Linked DNA regions of Mus musculus: regions 2, 3 and 4 are each linked to region 1. Evidence: chromatin contacts called from public HiChIP or PLAC-seq data. All regions are on one chromosome and are shown on one strand. The core of a region is the stretch at or near the end of the contact, and the rest is flanking DNA. Distances in the headings are between cores, read along the strand shown.

The links. HiChIP or PLAC-seq counts read pairs in DNA pulled down with a chosen protein or histone mark.
Region 2: an H3K4me3 HiChIP or PLAC-seq map of bone marrow-derived macrophages shows a contact between it and region 1, with 5 times the contacts expected there. The contact joins the promoter of Nob1 here to the promoter of Sntb2 in region 1. A contact is called at or near these places in 1 of 484 Hi-C or Micro-C datasets (embryonic stem cells), 1 of 115 datasets of contacts at active chromatin or transcription factors (bone marrow-derived macrophages) and 1 of 9 other capture datasets (liver).
Region 3: a contact with region 1 is called in an H3K4me3 HiChIP or PLAC-seq map of bone marrow-derived macrophages, with 3 times the contacts expected there. The contact joins the promoter of 1110028F18Rik here to the promoter of Sntb2 in region 1. A contact is called at or near these places in 3 of 115 datasets of contacts at active chromatin or transcription factors (bone marrow-derived macrophages, embryonic stem cells and pancreatic cancer cells) and 1 of 9 other capture datasets (pancreatic islet).
Region 4: a contact with region 1 is called in an H3K4me3 HiChIP or PLAC-seq map of embryonic stem cells, with 12 read pairs. The contact joins the promoter of Cdh1 here to the promoter of Sntb2 in region 1. A contact is called at or near these places in 3 of 484 Hi-C or Micro-C datasets (all in embryonic stem cells), 6 of 115 datasets of contacts at active chromatin or transcription factors (bone marrow-derived macrophages, embryonic stem cells and pancreatic cancer cells) and 1 of 9 other capture datasets (pancreatic islet).

The regions. Positions count from the first base shown.
Region 1 is chr8:106,933,595-106,937,383 of GRCm38.p6, reverse strand. It overlaps Sntb2 (syntrophin, basic 2), which reads right to left and starts at 1,644. Exons shown (of 7, transcript NM_009229.5): 1 at 1,063-1,644. The coding sequence starts at 1,582.
Region 2 is chr8:107,423,260-107,427,048 of GRCm38.p6, reverse strand. It overlaps Nob1 (NIN1/RPN12 binding protein 1 homolog), which reads left to right and starts at 2,011. Exons shown (of 9, transcript NM_026277.3): 1 at 2,011-2,083; 2 at 2,179-2,311. The coding sequence starts at 2,021.
Region 3 is chr8:106,585,563-106,589,351 of GRCm38.p6, reverse strand. It overlaps 1110028F18Rik (RIKEN cDNA 1110028F18 gene), which reads right to left and starts at 2,209. Exons shown (of 3, transcript NR_045470.1): 1 at 1,935-2,209.
Region 4 is chr8:106,601,326-106,605,114 of GRCm38.p6, reverse strand. Cdh1 (cadherin 1) reads right to left here and starts at 1,765. Exons shown (of 16, transcript NM_009864.3): 1 at 1,573-1,765; 2 at 708-828. The coding sequence starts at 1,620.

The sequences.
Region 1 (3,789 bases), core at 395-2,894:
GAAGTTGTTTTGCATTTTCTATCATTTCCCACCGCAGAGATACAACAGGGACAGCACCTTTCACATTCTCTGTTATACAGCTAGCAGCAATAAATGCTCCTGGAATGACTTGACTCAACAGCGAAAAACGGAGCTGGTCTTGCAATTATTTCTAAAGCAAGCAACTGGCTTCTCACTTACAATATTCCATCACCTTCAACATGTATGAGTCTTTGGAGATGAGATTTAATTCTGCCTCAGTTACATCGATACGCGTGAAACGCTGCACACAAGATCGCATCTACACTTAAGGTAAAGGCTATTCACACATATGTGATGGTACCCGTTTCAGGATTCTTATAAAATGTCTACTGGTCTTGCGGCAGCACGCCTGCCAGCGATAGGAAGCTGGCACCGGGCTCTTGCAAAAGGGGCGAAACTCTAGTTGGCAGTAAAATGCTCAAACACGTGAGCCTCCACTGTTAAACAAGGCTCATTAACCTCACAAACTTGCTGTATCAGCTCTCTGCCTTCCACAAAGTGCTGTGATCTTCTCTGGTTATTGTTGAGAGCCAATGATGGGTTAAATTCCCATAAATTAACCAGTGCTTTGGTGGTTTGCCCAAGCAAACTGCTGGCATCGGTGTGGATGGATTTAATAGACCGGCCCGCCCGGGGAGCCCGAGGTGACTAAAGAAAGCGTCCAACCAACGCTTCCCAACAGGGAAAAAAAGGAGACTAAAGAACTCGAGCCGATCGCTCTCCCGGTAGTTAGTGCTTAGTGTCAGCTTATCGTGCAAGACTTAGGGGTGAGCTTCGCACGCGGCTGCTGCTCCCCCCACCCCCTAAATCTCAGCTGAGTCTCGCTAAGGGGCGGTAAAGTAACACTTCGGTGGCTGCCCAACTTTCTTCTCGCTGGACGCCTCAGTTTTTCCACACTCTGGAGCCCCACAAGAGGAGGTCTGGTGGCCGGGGCGGAGGGAACCGGCGAGCCCCGCACAGGCGTCAGGGTGGGCAGAAACAAAGTGCGCGCAGGCGAGCCCAGGCCGCCACCCCGCCGCCTCCCGCTCGGCCCCCGCTCACCCTCCAGCAGCACCTCCTTGCCCGCGCGCTTCAGCGCCTGCACGGCCTGGTCGTGGGTGGCCTGGCGCAGGTCGGTGCCGTTCACCGACAGGATGGCGTCGCCCAGCCGCAGCGCCCGGCTCTGGTCGGCCGCCAGCCCCGGGAAGATCTTGGAGATGAGGATCGGCATCCGGTTCTCGCGGCCGCCCTTGATGCTGATGCCCAGGCCGCCCGCCTCTTGCTTCACCACTCGCACTCGGCGCACGGGCGGCGAGGCGCTCGCTTCCCCCGCGGGACCGCGGGGCGGCGCGGGAGGGCTGGGCGGCCCCAGGCCACGGTTCGGGCTCCCGGGCAGAGACTCGCCGCCGCCGCCGTTCGGAAGACCGTTGAAGGCGGCCGCCGGCGGCTCAGGCTCGACTGCGGCGGCGTCGCCCGTCAGGCTCAGGCTCTCGCCACTGAGCTCGGCCACCACCCGCACCCAGCGCTCCCTTAGAAGCAGCTCCACCAGCCCCGCTTTGGTGGCCCGCGTCCACACCGCCATGGCCGGCCCTGCTCCCGCAGCCGCCGTTGCTGCAGCTCCCCCGATTCCAGTCAGGCAGCCTCGGCGCTTCCCCCTTCCCGCCCGAGGGGGGCGGACCCCTCCCCTCCCCCCGGCGATTCATTATTCATGAGGGCCACGCCCACTTTCCGGAGGGGCGGGGGGAAGGCCGGCGAGGCCGCTTCCGGGAGGCGAGGTTGTCCTGGTTCACTGAAAGCTCTTCGGAGGTGGGCAGCGCCTCGTGCAGCGAGGCACCCCGCCGTCCTTTGCTTTGGTTCTCCGTGACCTCCTCGAACTCCTCACCTCTTCTACGAGAGCTGCCCGGGCAGGGAGAGCAAAGTCAGCTTGTAGAGAGGCTCTTTGCGATCCTGCAGGGCCGGGTTGGCGCGTTCATTCTTGCATTGATTGGTTCATTGCAAAAAAAAAAAAAAAAAAAAAAAAAAGCAGCCCTGAGCGCTCAGAGGTGTGCTGGGCTCCTTTTAAGGCCCTAGAGACACACTGAATAAAATGCACCTCAGCCGAGAGAGCTTGTGGTCTAATGGGAAAGAAAAACAGAGGCAACCAGCTAGGTGTGATTCTCTGTGGTTAAAAAGACTGCAGACCTCCCTAAGAACAGGATAAAACAACATTTGGTTAGTCTTGGTGTGAGCACAAGCAGGGGACACAGCATAAGTGACATGGGATCAAAGGTGTGGATCCAAGACTTTGTCACTGCTTTTAAAAATCACCTGTCTGCTGGCCTGTAATTAGAGGGGACCTGTCTTCTTCTTTTTTTTTTTTTTTTTTTAAAGATTTATTTATTATATGTAAGTACACTGTAGCTGTCTTCAGACACACCAGAAGAAGGAGTCAGTTCTTGTTACGGATGGTTGTAAGCCACCATGTGGTTGCTGGGATTTGAACTCTGGACCTTTGGAAGAGCAGTCGGGTGCTCTTACCCACTGAGCCACCTCGCCAGCCCGGGACCTGTCTTCTTAAGCACTGGGAACCCACAGTGCGCAAGGTCAAAGACATTTGCAGCATGCTGATGTTTTAGAGTTCCCCACAGACCAACGGGTATATATAGTTAACAAAGATTGTGCGAGATTAGCCACAAGATTATGAGGCTAAACTCCACAATCTGCCATCTGCAGAAAAAGGCTCTGAATCCAAATCCAAAGACCTGAGGACTAGGTAGAAATCTGAAGCTATCAGAAGACCAGAGAGGCCTGAGGGGGCAGAAGCGGGGGAGCAGGGTCGGAGTGGAAAGCTACTATGTAAAAGCTGGCCCAGTCCATGAAAAACCAGGAGCCCTGAAGTGTGGCAGGAGAGCGATGTCCCAGTTTTCATAGAGTGAGTATACCGCGTCTTACTGTTCCCTGGCAGCCCTCACCTGATTGGATGGTGCCGGTTCCCACTGTTGAGGACAATCTTCTCTACTCAGGTCACCATGGAAAAAATTTCTTCCGGAAACAGACACACCCAGAACGGTTTTACATCTGTCCATCCAGGCAGGCGTCTTTTAGCCCAGTCAAGTGAACACACACACACACAAAAATTAACCATCTGTGATGATTCCTTAGGAAGTTGCCAATGTGAACAAGACATAAGGTTAGTGGAATTAGGTAGTGAGTGTGCAAGGCTTCAAATAACCAAGTCCTGAAGGGTTCTGTCTTGATTCTATAAGTTTGCCAGTCTTAGTCTGGGTTCCATCTTTTTTTTTTTTTTTGGCGAATATGTAGATGACCATCCAAGAAACCGTATAAAGATTTGTTAGCTAAAGAGTCAGTGATTTTGCTAATTGCAGAGCCAATAACAAGACTATATGTAATGACCATAGCAAAAAAAAAAAAAAAAAAAAAAAAAGTCTTTTAGATATGTTAAAAAAAAATGGGGCTGGAGAGATGGCTCAGCGGTTAAGAGCACTGACTGCTCTTCCAGAGGTCCTGAGTTCAATTCCCAGCAACCACATGGTGGCTCACAACCATCTGTAGTGAGATTTGATGTTTTAAACAAACAAACAAAAAATAGCTTAGTCAGGATCCCCACTATACCCAAGGCTGCACCTGATACCTGATAACCAGACCTCAATGATGTCACTTAAGATAACCAGACAGCCCAAGATCTGACGCCCACTGGACAAGCAGACAGTGCTCTGTTCTTCTCATCTGGAGAGAGGCCACTTTGACCTGCCCTGCAGCTGGAGAGTCTCCTCCTCCCACCCCCACCCC
Region 2 (3,789 bases), core at 762-3,261, 490 kb before region 1:
TAGAATAGGTTTTATTCAGGGCATGGGGAGGGGAGTAGTTGAGGAAGTAGAGACAGAGAAAGAAAGGAAGAGAGAGAGGGAAAGGAGTAGAGGCCGGCCATGAGCACGTGGAGGGAGAGGGGGGAGGGAAATGGGAAGAGAGGGGGAGCAGGAGCAAGAGGGCAGAGCAAGAGAGCAAGAGCGACATAAATGCTTCGAGAGAGCCCTTTTAGGGCTGGACAGATGGCTTACCTGTTAAAAGCAGACCAGAAAGAATTAGATTCCCACCACTTAGATTAGGTGGATCACAAGTGCCTGTGACTTCAGCCCACGGGGAGTGGCACGCGCACGCGCACACACAGACACACACACACACACACACACACACACACACACACACACACACGCACGCACACTCGCACGTGCACACACGCACACGGACGCACAGATTTAAAACTCACATATATACATGATTAGAGTTTGTATACTGTGGCCATTAATACCTGGCAGATAGTTGCTATTTGCTGAAGAAAAGAACTTGAATTGATGAAGGTGCAAAAAGTTAGGTAGAAGGTACTGTGTTTGCAAGGCAAAAAGGAGAGAATTGGATGAAGAGTGAGAAGCCAGGGAGAAGGCAAAGAATCACCAAAACCAGCTAAATCCTGAAAGAAGCTACAGTAGGCAGTGTCAGCTCCTGCAGAGGAGTGGAGCTAGCTGAGAAAGGATTCCAAAACACTGAGAAAATTTTCCATAAAGTTGGATAGTCTTCAACTGGGGTCTTATTTCAGAACAGGCAGCACTGTTGGAAGCTAGAGATTGGAGCGATTGAGGGGTAGGAAGATTGGTGATATAAAATATTTGGGGATTAGGTTTGGTGGTCACAACTTTAATCCCAGAGCAAGAGAGGTAGAAGGAGGCAGATCTCTGAGTTCAAGGACAGCCAGGGCTATGAAGAGGCAGCAAGTTGCATCTTTACCTGCCTAGCCTGAGAACCTGTATTCCATAGCAGTCTCTCTCTCTTTTTTTTTTTTTTTTTTTTTTTTTTTTTGTTTTGTTTTTCGAGACAGGGTTTCTCTGTGTAGCCCTGGCTGTCCTGGACCTCACTTTGTAGACCAGGCTGGCCTCGAACTCAGAAATCCGCCTGCCTCTGCCTCCCCAGTGCTGGGATTAAAGGCGTGCGCCACCACGCCCGGCCCCCATAGCAGTCTCTTAGCAGAAGGAGATAACTGACTCCTGTGGTTGTCTTCCAGCCCCCACAGGAGCACCTGGAATGCTCCCCCACCCCACCCCCCGTGTAATTTAAGATGTTTGGGGATGCAGAAAATATTTAAGTCAGACGAAGGTACCATCCCGGCACTGAAGGGTTTTTGATACGGGACAGATGAGTAAATGAAAGCAGTTGCTAAAGGCTCAGATCAGCGTTGCCAGCATGTAGTAGCCCAGATCTCCTAATCCCAGAATTGAAAGGAAAATCGGAAGTCATTAATAGTCATTACTACCCCTTCTGTTCGATTTTCTAGAAAATCATGTGCCTTGCTTAGGGAGATGGGGCAAAGGTATAAAGTAATACAGCCATTGTCCCAAGATATTCAAATAAAGTAGGACTGCGTGGCTGTATAACACAACGGATTTTAAAAAGTGGTTTCAAGTCAGTTCGGAGGTTATCTGGCCAAGTCAGCTTGGCTTCCTTGCTTGTAAAATCGAATATACCCTACTGATTTGTTGTGATTTGTTGTTTCTAGCTACTGACTTTCAACCATATGCCATATCTACAGGTTTTTCCTTTAAAAGTAAAGAAAGTTCTATGAATTCCGAGGACGATTACTTAAGGAGTCCCTCAACTTTAATCATGCACATAGCCCCCCAGGCAGGGCAAGCGGCGCGGCTGTGTATGCGCGCAGTCCTGAAGGGGTGGCCGGTGGCCGCTAGGGGGCGCCGCGAAATCGCAGCAGCTGTTCCTCCGGTCTGAGGAAGACTACTGTGCAAACCCAAGAACGGCGCAGGCTCCATACGCATGCGCGGTCTGTCCTTGACAGCCAACATGGCGCCGGTGGAGCACGTTGTGGCTGATGCCGGAGCTTTCTTGAGGGACGCGCCTCTGCAGGTACTGGGGATCCCGCCGCGGGGCCTGGGCTTGAGGCCCTCCAGGGATGCGTGTGGGGTCAGGCGAGCGGGATAACTGGGCCGGTCTGTCCCCAGGACATCGGGAAGAACATCTACACCATCCGGGAGGTGGTGCGAGAGATTCGCGACAAGGCCACGCGCAGGCGGCTGGCAGTGCTGCCCTACCAGCTTCGGTTCAAGGAGCCTCTCCCAGAGTACGTGCGGCTGGGTGAGTGAGTGCCCCGGCCCAGCCTTGTGGCAGACAGACCCGCCCCGATCGGTAGCAGGCAGCGTTTGTTTTAGAGACAGTCGGTTCAGCCTGGCTTTAATAGTGCCAGCCGTGCGCTCCACGGTGTATCACAGGCTTTAAGCTTTATCGTGAAAATAGTAATAATATCTGCCTCCCCTCCGCGAGGACTGAAGACCATGCGGATATACCTCTTGGAGAAGTGTCTAGCAAATTGGACACATGAGGTAAAGTTGTGTAGACTCCTAAGACTCAGTGCGAGAGCGCTCTACAAGTATACAGAAGGCTCTGGGTGAATTACAAATAGAGAACCTAGATCTGTGGTCCTGTGTGTAGGGTGATTATAGTTTCCAGTGGAGGCAACCTCAACTCAGAAAAAGGCATGCAGGCTGGGCGTGGTGGCGCACACCTTTAACTCCAGCACTTGGGAAGCAGAGGCAGGCGGATTTCTTCTGAGTTTGAGGCCAGCCTGGTCTACAGAGTGAGTTCCAGGACAGCAAGGGCTACACAGAGAAACCCTGTCTCGAAAATAACAAAAATAAATAAAGAAAGAAAAGAAAAAGGCACACGATATAGACAGTGGTGCAGTCTTCGTCCCGGGGAGATAGGTTTCAGGGTCATGGGTCCCAGGCCAGCCTGAGCTAGGTAGTGAGACTGTCATATTAAAAATAAAAGGGGATTGGGCCCAGTGTGATGTCACATGTTTTTAGTCCAAGCCCTCTGAAGTCAGAGGTTCCAAGCAAGCCAGGGCTATATATGTAGTGAGATCTCATCTCAAAAATAACAAATTTTAAAAAGGAAAGGGGATGTGTTTAGGGCTTGCATTAGTTCTGAAAAAAAAAAAAAATAGCTGCCTAGGGGTCATCGTCCTCTTCAGGAATCCAGGTTAGTAGGGAGTGGAGGCGTCACTGAGGCAGATGGTGGTCAGGGCTCTACCTGCTCTGCAGTGGTTTCTGTAGCTTTTCCCTCCGACTTGATAGTTACAGGGTCTCTGTCAAGTGGCTTCAACTTTCCAAAATACTAGTAGTACCTCATAGGATACGGTTGGGAGGAAATGGGTCAACATATAATCTACATGCTAACAAAGCACTCACATGCATTTAAAAAAAAGGGTTTTTGTTTTGTTTTGTTTTTGTTTTTGTTTTTGTTTTTTTGAGACAGGGTTTCTCTGTGTAGCCCTGGCTGACCTAGAACTCTGTAGGCCAGGCTGTCCTCAAATTCAAACCACCTGCCTCTGTCTCCCCAGCGCTGGGGCCAAAAGCATGCACCAGCACTGGCCGGCAAGTAAGTGAATCTTACTACAGATACTGGGAACATTTGCTGGGTGCCCAAGGAAGCTTGTTTGTTTTGAGGCAGAGGCAGGGTCTCTCCTCTTTATGTCCAGCTTGCTCAGGACTCTCCATATAGACCAGGCTGGCCTTGAACTCAGAATTGCCTACATCTGCCTCCCACATCCTAGT
Region 3 (3,789 bases), core at 960-3,459, 350 kb after region 1:
AAATAGGCCTCTCTCTGGACTCTCTCAGTTCTTTCATCCTTCCAAGAAAAATAATTAAGCAGCTATGTGGTTGAGTAGCTCTAAGGATCAGGTGAGGTGGCATTTGCCTTTAATCCCAGCCCTCAAGAGGCAGAGAAAGAGCCTGGGTGGATTTCTGGAAGTCTGAGGCCAACCTCAACTAAATAGTGAATTCTAAGGTAGCCAATCTCTGTAGAGAGAGAGACCCTGTCTCAAAGAGAAAAACAAACAAACAAACAAAAAACAGAAAACAAACAAAACACCCCAGGTGCGGTAAGCTAAGTAAACACAGCAGACAGGAAATGTTAAGTAAACATTAACTATTATCATTTCCACAGTGCACATTACTCAGTGGCCAGGGCTTTTCCTGAGCCAAGTCCACAGAGAGCAGGCCCTCTCCAGCCTAGAGAGTTAGTCAGTCAGACCTCCTGATAAGGGGTGGTAGGTCTCTCCCATTGTACAAATAACTTTGGTCTTAGTGATGACTGATCAGGACTGAGAACGGCTGTTAAGGCCAAAAGCTCTGCAGCAACCTGTGTCACCTCCATGCAAACAAACAAACAAACAAAAAAAAAAAAAAGAGAGAGAGAGAGAGAGACTGCCTCCCTTCTCAGAGTGGGGTGTGTGTGTGTGGAGGAATCAGGCCAATATCAGACCCAGCCTAGGGGAGAGAGAAAGCCCCTCCCAAAGGGCAAGCCCTCTTGAAGTTTGCCAGCCAATGAAAATAGCTCCTTGACAGTCAGTTTCACCCTGGCTAGATAGAATCACAGATACCAAGGGAAGGGCTGGAAATTCACTGTGTGTGTGTGTGTGTGTGTGTGTGTGTGTGTGTGTGTGTGTGTGTGTGTGTGTGTGTTGGGGGAGTGTCTAGAGACAAACAACTCTGCTTTTGCTTTGTTTGATTTAGAATTCCAGGTAGCCTAGGCTGGTCTAAAACTCACCATGTAGATGAGGCTAGCCCTGAACTTCTGATTTTCCTGCCTCGATCTCCTAAATAGTAGGATTACAGATGTTTGCTAACGTGCCCAAATTGCTTTTATTTTTTAAATTAAAACATTGTTTTCTTAGACTATATATTATTCTATATCTAGAAGTGATGTGTGGTGTGTGGGTGTGTGTGTACATGCGCACACGCACAGGGTACATGGATGTGTGTGTGTGTAAATTTTCCTTACTATAAGGAACTTTGAAGCCAGCATGATAATGCACACTTGTAATTCCAGCCCTAAGGAGGCTGGGGCAGGAGGATTATAAATTGGAGACCAGCCTGGCCAACATAGGGAGTTCCAAGCCAGCATGAACTACACAATGAAACCCTCCCTCAAAAAACGTCAAGGGAGGAAAGAAACTTTGTGTCTCACTTTTTTTTTTTTTTTCAATTCCCAGGAGCTAGCCAGAACATATTGTAGGGAACTGGCTGGTGTGATCTGAAAGCAAAATGGTTTTCCTTCAGTAACTCTGTTTCCCCTCTAAGATAACAAACAAGCCTAGAAGAAGTTCCCAGTTTTCTTCTAACCCTAGAAAGTTTGAGCCCATTTAATTGAGTTGATTAATCTACTTATTTATTAGTTAGATTGTTTGTTTTTGAGAAAGCCTCTCTATGTAGACCAGGCTGGCTCACAGAGATCTCCTGTTTCTGCCTCCAGAGTGCTAGGATTAACAGTGTGTGTCACCATGCCTGCTCTTTCAGCAGATCCTACTGGCATGTGCCACCACAACAGGCCATGCCTGCTCTTTCTGGTTTTGCTTTAGTTTTTTGTTGTTGTTGTTGTTGTTGTTGTTGTTGGTTTGTTTTTTTTTTTTTTTTTTTTGAGATAAGGTCTTGTAACTTTAATTCTTTAAATCCTATTTTTAATGATGCTTTAACCTCCCTTTTAGCTCACCAGCCACCAGAGGTAATGAAAAAGAAAGGATACAGGGGTCAGGGGAGAGTAGACCTGTTTAGGAAGGTTCTCTGGAAATCAGTTCAGGTCACAGGTTACCAGGCAGCCGAAGCTCTACTCACTCACAAGCATTTCATGGATACACCAGCAGTCCAGTTCAGTAGAGTTGGATTAGTAACAGTGGTGACAAGACCTAGCAGAGCCAGCCAGGCTTCAGCCTGGGCTCCAGTCAGCCGGAGGGATTAGGAGGAATGCCAGGAGAAGTTCTCAGCTATGCCTCTCTCAGGGAAACGAACATCAGCAAAGCCGCCACACCCATAAGCGTTGCACAGCTAGCTCTATAAGCAAGCCAAGCGCAGCCTCTGTTACTATCCCTTGACTCCTTCAAACATCACGTGTCCTCCACATATCTTGCCTCAGACGGGTCTTGCCTCAGCATGCGCATCCAATCAGCCCAAGTCCTTGGAAGCAGCAACAAACTGCAGCACACCCTCAGAAGCTTTTTGGTGCATTTCTCTCTGGTGTCCCAACAAATGCAGCTCAAAGCATGCAATGGGAGGCAGACCAATACATGTTAGCAAAAAAAAAAAAAAAAAAAAAAAAAAGAAAAGTCCTTCATCACGTGCCCTTTCACATGCTTGCTTTAGCAGAACATCCTCTCTCCTGTGTCTGCTTCAGTCCGCCTTAGCCTTTCACACCTGGGTCCACTTTAATGAAATGTTCCTTCAAACTCGAATGTTTGCCCCAGCAAAACTATCCAACCAACTTTCCAAAGAACCATCATGTTTCCATGTTAAGGTCTCATACTCCAGGCTGATCTGGCACTCGGGGGATGATCCTGAACTTCTCATTCTTTTATTCCCAACTCCCTAATTCTGGGGAGCTACCACAAGTACCCTGGATATTCTGTCTATGGGATGGACCGCAAGACTTTGTCCTTGCTTCAGAAGAGCTCTGCCAGCTGAGCATCACCCCTGGAGCTCCCAGCCTTTTTTTTTTTTTTTTGGTTGGGGGTGGGGGGCAGGGGAGTTGAGACAGGGTCTCTCTGTGTAGCCCTGGCTGTGCTGGAACTTGCTCTGTAGACCAGGCTGGCCTTGAACTCAGAGGTCCACCCATCTCAGCCGCCCAAGTGCTGGGATTAAAAGCATACACCACCACCAACCTGGCAGCTTTGTTCTCTTATTATTTTGAAATAGAGTCTCATTAAATTTTCAATACGGCTTTGACCTTGCTCCATAGCCCAATTGGTGATCCTCCTGCTTCAGTCTTCCCAGTAGCTAGGATTATGGGTGGCACTGCCAAGCAGATAATTTTGGACTTCTTGGCATTGGAGGCTATATAGTATTCTGGTTGCCATTTCTTCCCATAGGAGCCTTGGAGTTAGTTCTCAACTGAGTGAAATTTATGGGTCCTGTCCATTGATTTTCAATTTTCAGCTCAATCTCCAGACTAAGCACTGGAGGAATAGTTACAGTTACAGAACAAAATATAAATGTTCTGAATAATGCATGATGATTAAAAATTGCAAGCCAGGCACTTGAGAGGCCAAGGCAGGCACCGGGTTGCAAACTGTTCTACTCGTATTAGGGAAGTCTGCATGGGAAGCAGCGGTTCCTCTTTCCTCTTAGGGAAACTGAGAGGTGGTAAGATTATCCATGGCCAGTAGTAGGCAAACTGGGGTAAGATATAGTGGACCAGGCACTGTGCTAAATACCAGCAACAGAAAAAAGGGCAATAACATTATCTACATAGAATGACCCTTAGTGCTAGGGTGACCAACTGTCTCCATTTGCCAGAGATGAAGGGTTCCCAAGACAAAGGACTTTACATGCTAAAACTTGGACAACCCCATATAAACCTCCGTAAGTCAGTCATCTCAGACTCAGTA
Region 4 (3,789 bases), core at 516-3,015, 330 kb after region 1:
GAAAATAGTTAAAAAAGAAACAACATTAACAAAAACCTGGTCCTCTTGCCTTGCTCCCAGCCATTCCCTACAGTTATACAAAGAAAATTCTAGATTATCACAATAAGACCTCAATATATATTGAGTGTTTGAATGTATGAGTCAGAGCTACCTTTTCTTTTTTTTTCTTAAAGAAAACAAAAAACAAAAAAACAAAAAAACAAAACAAAAAAAACCTATTCCTTGGGAAAGCAGCACCTGTATCGAGTATTTTTATCCTTATGAACAAAAACCACAAGTCATTATGAACCGGTTCCTCAGTGACTATACCTAAATAGTGGGAGTCAAATCCCGGTTCAAATGCCTGCCCTGCTGACCCTGTGAAGTCACTCTATGAGCCTCCAATTGCTCATCATTAAATGGAACTACAGTCCAACTGGCTCTACCCAGCAGGTTTGGCGGTCTGAAATGATAGACCGGCTCCAGTAATCAGTTGGAGGAATACCGATGACCTCTAAATACCCTTGGCCCATTTCTGCCCCGTATAAATAGCAGAGCCAGACATATCTACCTTGATCAACCACAATCGATAAATAAGACTCCCAAATCTGCCGTAAATTCCAAGGAAGAGTTTTGTCCATTCCACCCTACCAGCATGGTAGCACGATTTCTTGGCGCCTTCACTACCCGACCCCACTCGGCCGAGTAACACCATCAGTTTCCCTTACCTCTGCCCAGGACATGGCCTCTCTCCAGGTGCCTCTCCGGCACCGGGAAGGTGTAGACCTCGGAACTGAAGCCGGGACTGCAGGACTCAGGCTCCAGCTCCTGGCAAAGCCATGAGGAGACCTGGGATGGAGGTAAAGTAAGCAAACTGGTGACTTGAGGGGGTTCCCAGCAGCCCACACCGAAACCAAGGGTAACCCTTCCCTCGCCTCGGGCGCCGGGATTAGTGGGGAGGACCCCCCTCAGGGCACACAGGGACGCTATCCGCTCATCCCGAAACCAGCCGCCAAGCTCCAAAAGCCTTTGGGGGAGGGGACATCTGGGGCCACCACCTGGCAACCTAGTCCACCTTCCTCTCCTAGCTCCATTTGCATCTCACTGGAGACGCCTTGACTCTTCCGGACACCACTTTCCTTCGACCGCGAACGGTCTCAACGCACACCCGCAGACTCCTCTCGGGTACCCCAATCTACGGTCCCTCCCTAACAGGACAGGTGCTTTTATAATACTAAAATCCCTTCCCTTATCTCGGATCGTCCGCGCTACTTCAGCACCCCACCTTCTACAGGCAGGCCCCCATCCTGCTCCACGCCTCCTCTGTCTCAAACAGGGACCCTGCTCAACCCGGGGACCCGGGAGCCGGCAGCGTGGCGCGCCCCCACCTGGGAACCTGCGCCAGAGGCGACCACTCCGCGCCCGCCTGGACCTCCCTCCCACTCCACCGCACTCAGCCCCGCACCGCGCAGCGCCCAGGGCGATCTGGCCCTCCGGATCCCAACTTTCTTGGAAGAAGGGAAGCGGGACCACAGCCGGCAGAAAAACACAGCGAAGCGGATCATGGGGCACGAGTCAGGACCCTCCACATACCTGCAGCAGGAGCAGGAGCGCGGAAAAGCTGCGGCACCGGGCTCCCATGGCGGACCCGGCAGACGCCGAGCAAACACTGAGCTCGGGTGCGGTCGGGCAGGGCCGGGTTAGGCCGGGCAGGAGTCTAGCAGAAGTTCTTGGGAACTCAGTAGTGCGCCGCGGCTCCCACACCAGTGAGCAGCGCAGAGGCTGCGGCCGCCAGGTGAGCCCGCAGGCACCGCCCCCGGCGCCGCTGATTGGCTGGGGACGCACCTGCAGGTGGCAGCCAAGGAACTGCAGGGCCCTCAACTTCCTCCACCCCTGTCTGTAGTTGGTGGCATGGGGCCGGCCTTAGAAGACTTCCCAGCTTCCTATTCCACGGTCGTTCGAATCCTAGCCTAGCTGTGCTCTGACCCACGGAGACATGGAGTTACAAAGGACTTTATTCATCATCTAGGTTTCCGTTTTGTTTCTTATGTTTTTATTTTCTTTGGTTGGATGAGTTTGTTTGCTTAGGGATTTTAAATGACATTTTAACATGGGGGGAGGGGTGCGTGCGCGGGCGAGAGCGCGATCCTGTGCTCGCAAACGCACGTGCCACAGACCGATTGTGGAGATAAGACGACAGCCTTCAAGAGTCAATTCTCTTCTTCCACCAAGAGGGTCTTGGGATTGCATTGCCGCCATTGGCCTTTACTGACTGAGCTATTTCTCCGACGGTTTTATTTTGTTTGGTAGCTTTTTTGTTTGTTTGTTTTCCAACTCAGGTGGGCCTGGAATTGTCTTAGTCTTAGCCATCCTCCTGTTTCAGTCTCCCGAATGCTGGGATTGCACAAGTGGGGTACCAGACCAGGCTAATCTAATTTTCTAACACCTGACCGGCTCCCTTTTGAGACATAGCCTTGCTATGTAGCCCAGCATGGCTTTAAACTCATCATTGTTCAAACTCAGCCTTCTCACTTCTGGGATGGAGCTACAGGTACCCACTACCTTACTGCCCGGCTAAAATCTGTTCTCTTAACTTCAGTTCTCAGGACTAGGTAACCCAGACTGGCTTTGACCTTGGGACCCCCAAGTAGCAGCATCCTATGCATCCCACATCCATCAGGTTTTTTGTTTTGTTTTGTTTTGTTGTTGTTGCTTTTTATTTTAAATCTTTTACTTACATTGTTCTCCCTCCGTGTATGTCTATGTGAGGGTATCAGATCTCCTGGAACTGGAATTACAGACAGCTGTAACTACCATGTGGTTGCTGGGATTTGAACCTGGGTCCTTTGGAAGCAGCCAGTGCTCTCAACCACTGAGCCATCTCTCCAGCCCTCCTCATCAGTTGTTCTGTTGGGTTTTATTTTTTAATAATTTATTTTGTTTATGTGTATTGGTGTGAGGATGTCAGGTCCCTTGGAACTAGAATTACAGCCAGTTGTGAAATGCCATGGGGGTGCTGGGATTTGAACCCGGTCCTTTCGAAAGGCAGTCAATGCTCTCAACCGCTGAGCCATCTCTCCAGCCCTCTCCCATCTGAGCTGGAAGAGATGTTACTCAAATCTGTTATTTACCTACAACTTGATATCGTGTAGCAAGTCAACGTGTTAAAGGAGGAAAGTCCAGAACTCAAGCTCTCCTGTTCCAGAGATTGAGACGTTTAATACCATAGTCATGGCATAGCCACCTGCACCTGAGAATTCTGTCCCTGGTACATAATTTTAGGATCAAAAATAAAATAGACAAATATTAGATTAGTTTCCCTGTCTGCCTATGGCCTGCCATGTCCGTGTTGCTTGGATATATGAAAACAAAGGCATCTCTCATTCCTATTGGTCCAACCTTGGCAAAACAGAGATTGGGGATGTAGCTCATACATGAGGCCCTGGGTACCACCCTCAGCACAGTGTAAAGCAGGTATGGTGGTGCCTATAATAGGCACATAGGGATTACACGTAGGCAGGAAAATCGTGACTTCAAAGCCACCCTCCTCAGCGACAAACTGGATTTGAGCCCTGAGAATCTCAAGAAGCAACCAAAAACTACAAAATCATATATCCCTGCCAGTCACTAGCCTGTATGGCACTGGGCAAGTCCTCTTCTGTACTAAGGCCAAAACAATCACTGAGGTGTGGAGGCTGTGCCTTTGAAAGGCCCAGCCCTATCTGACCATCAGTATTTCCCATAGTGTTAATGGTGAACCTGAGCCCACAGAGAGCACAGCCTCATCTATAGAGGTGCTGTTTCTAGCCC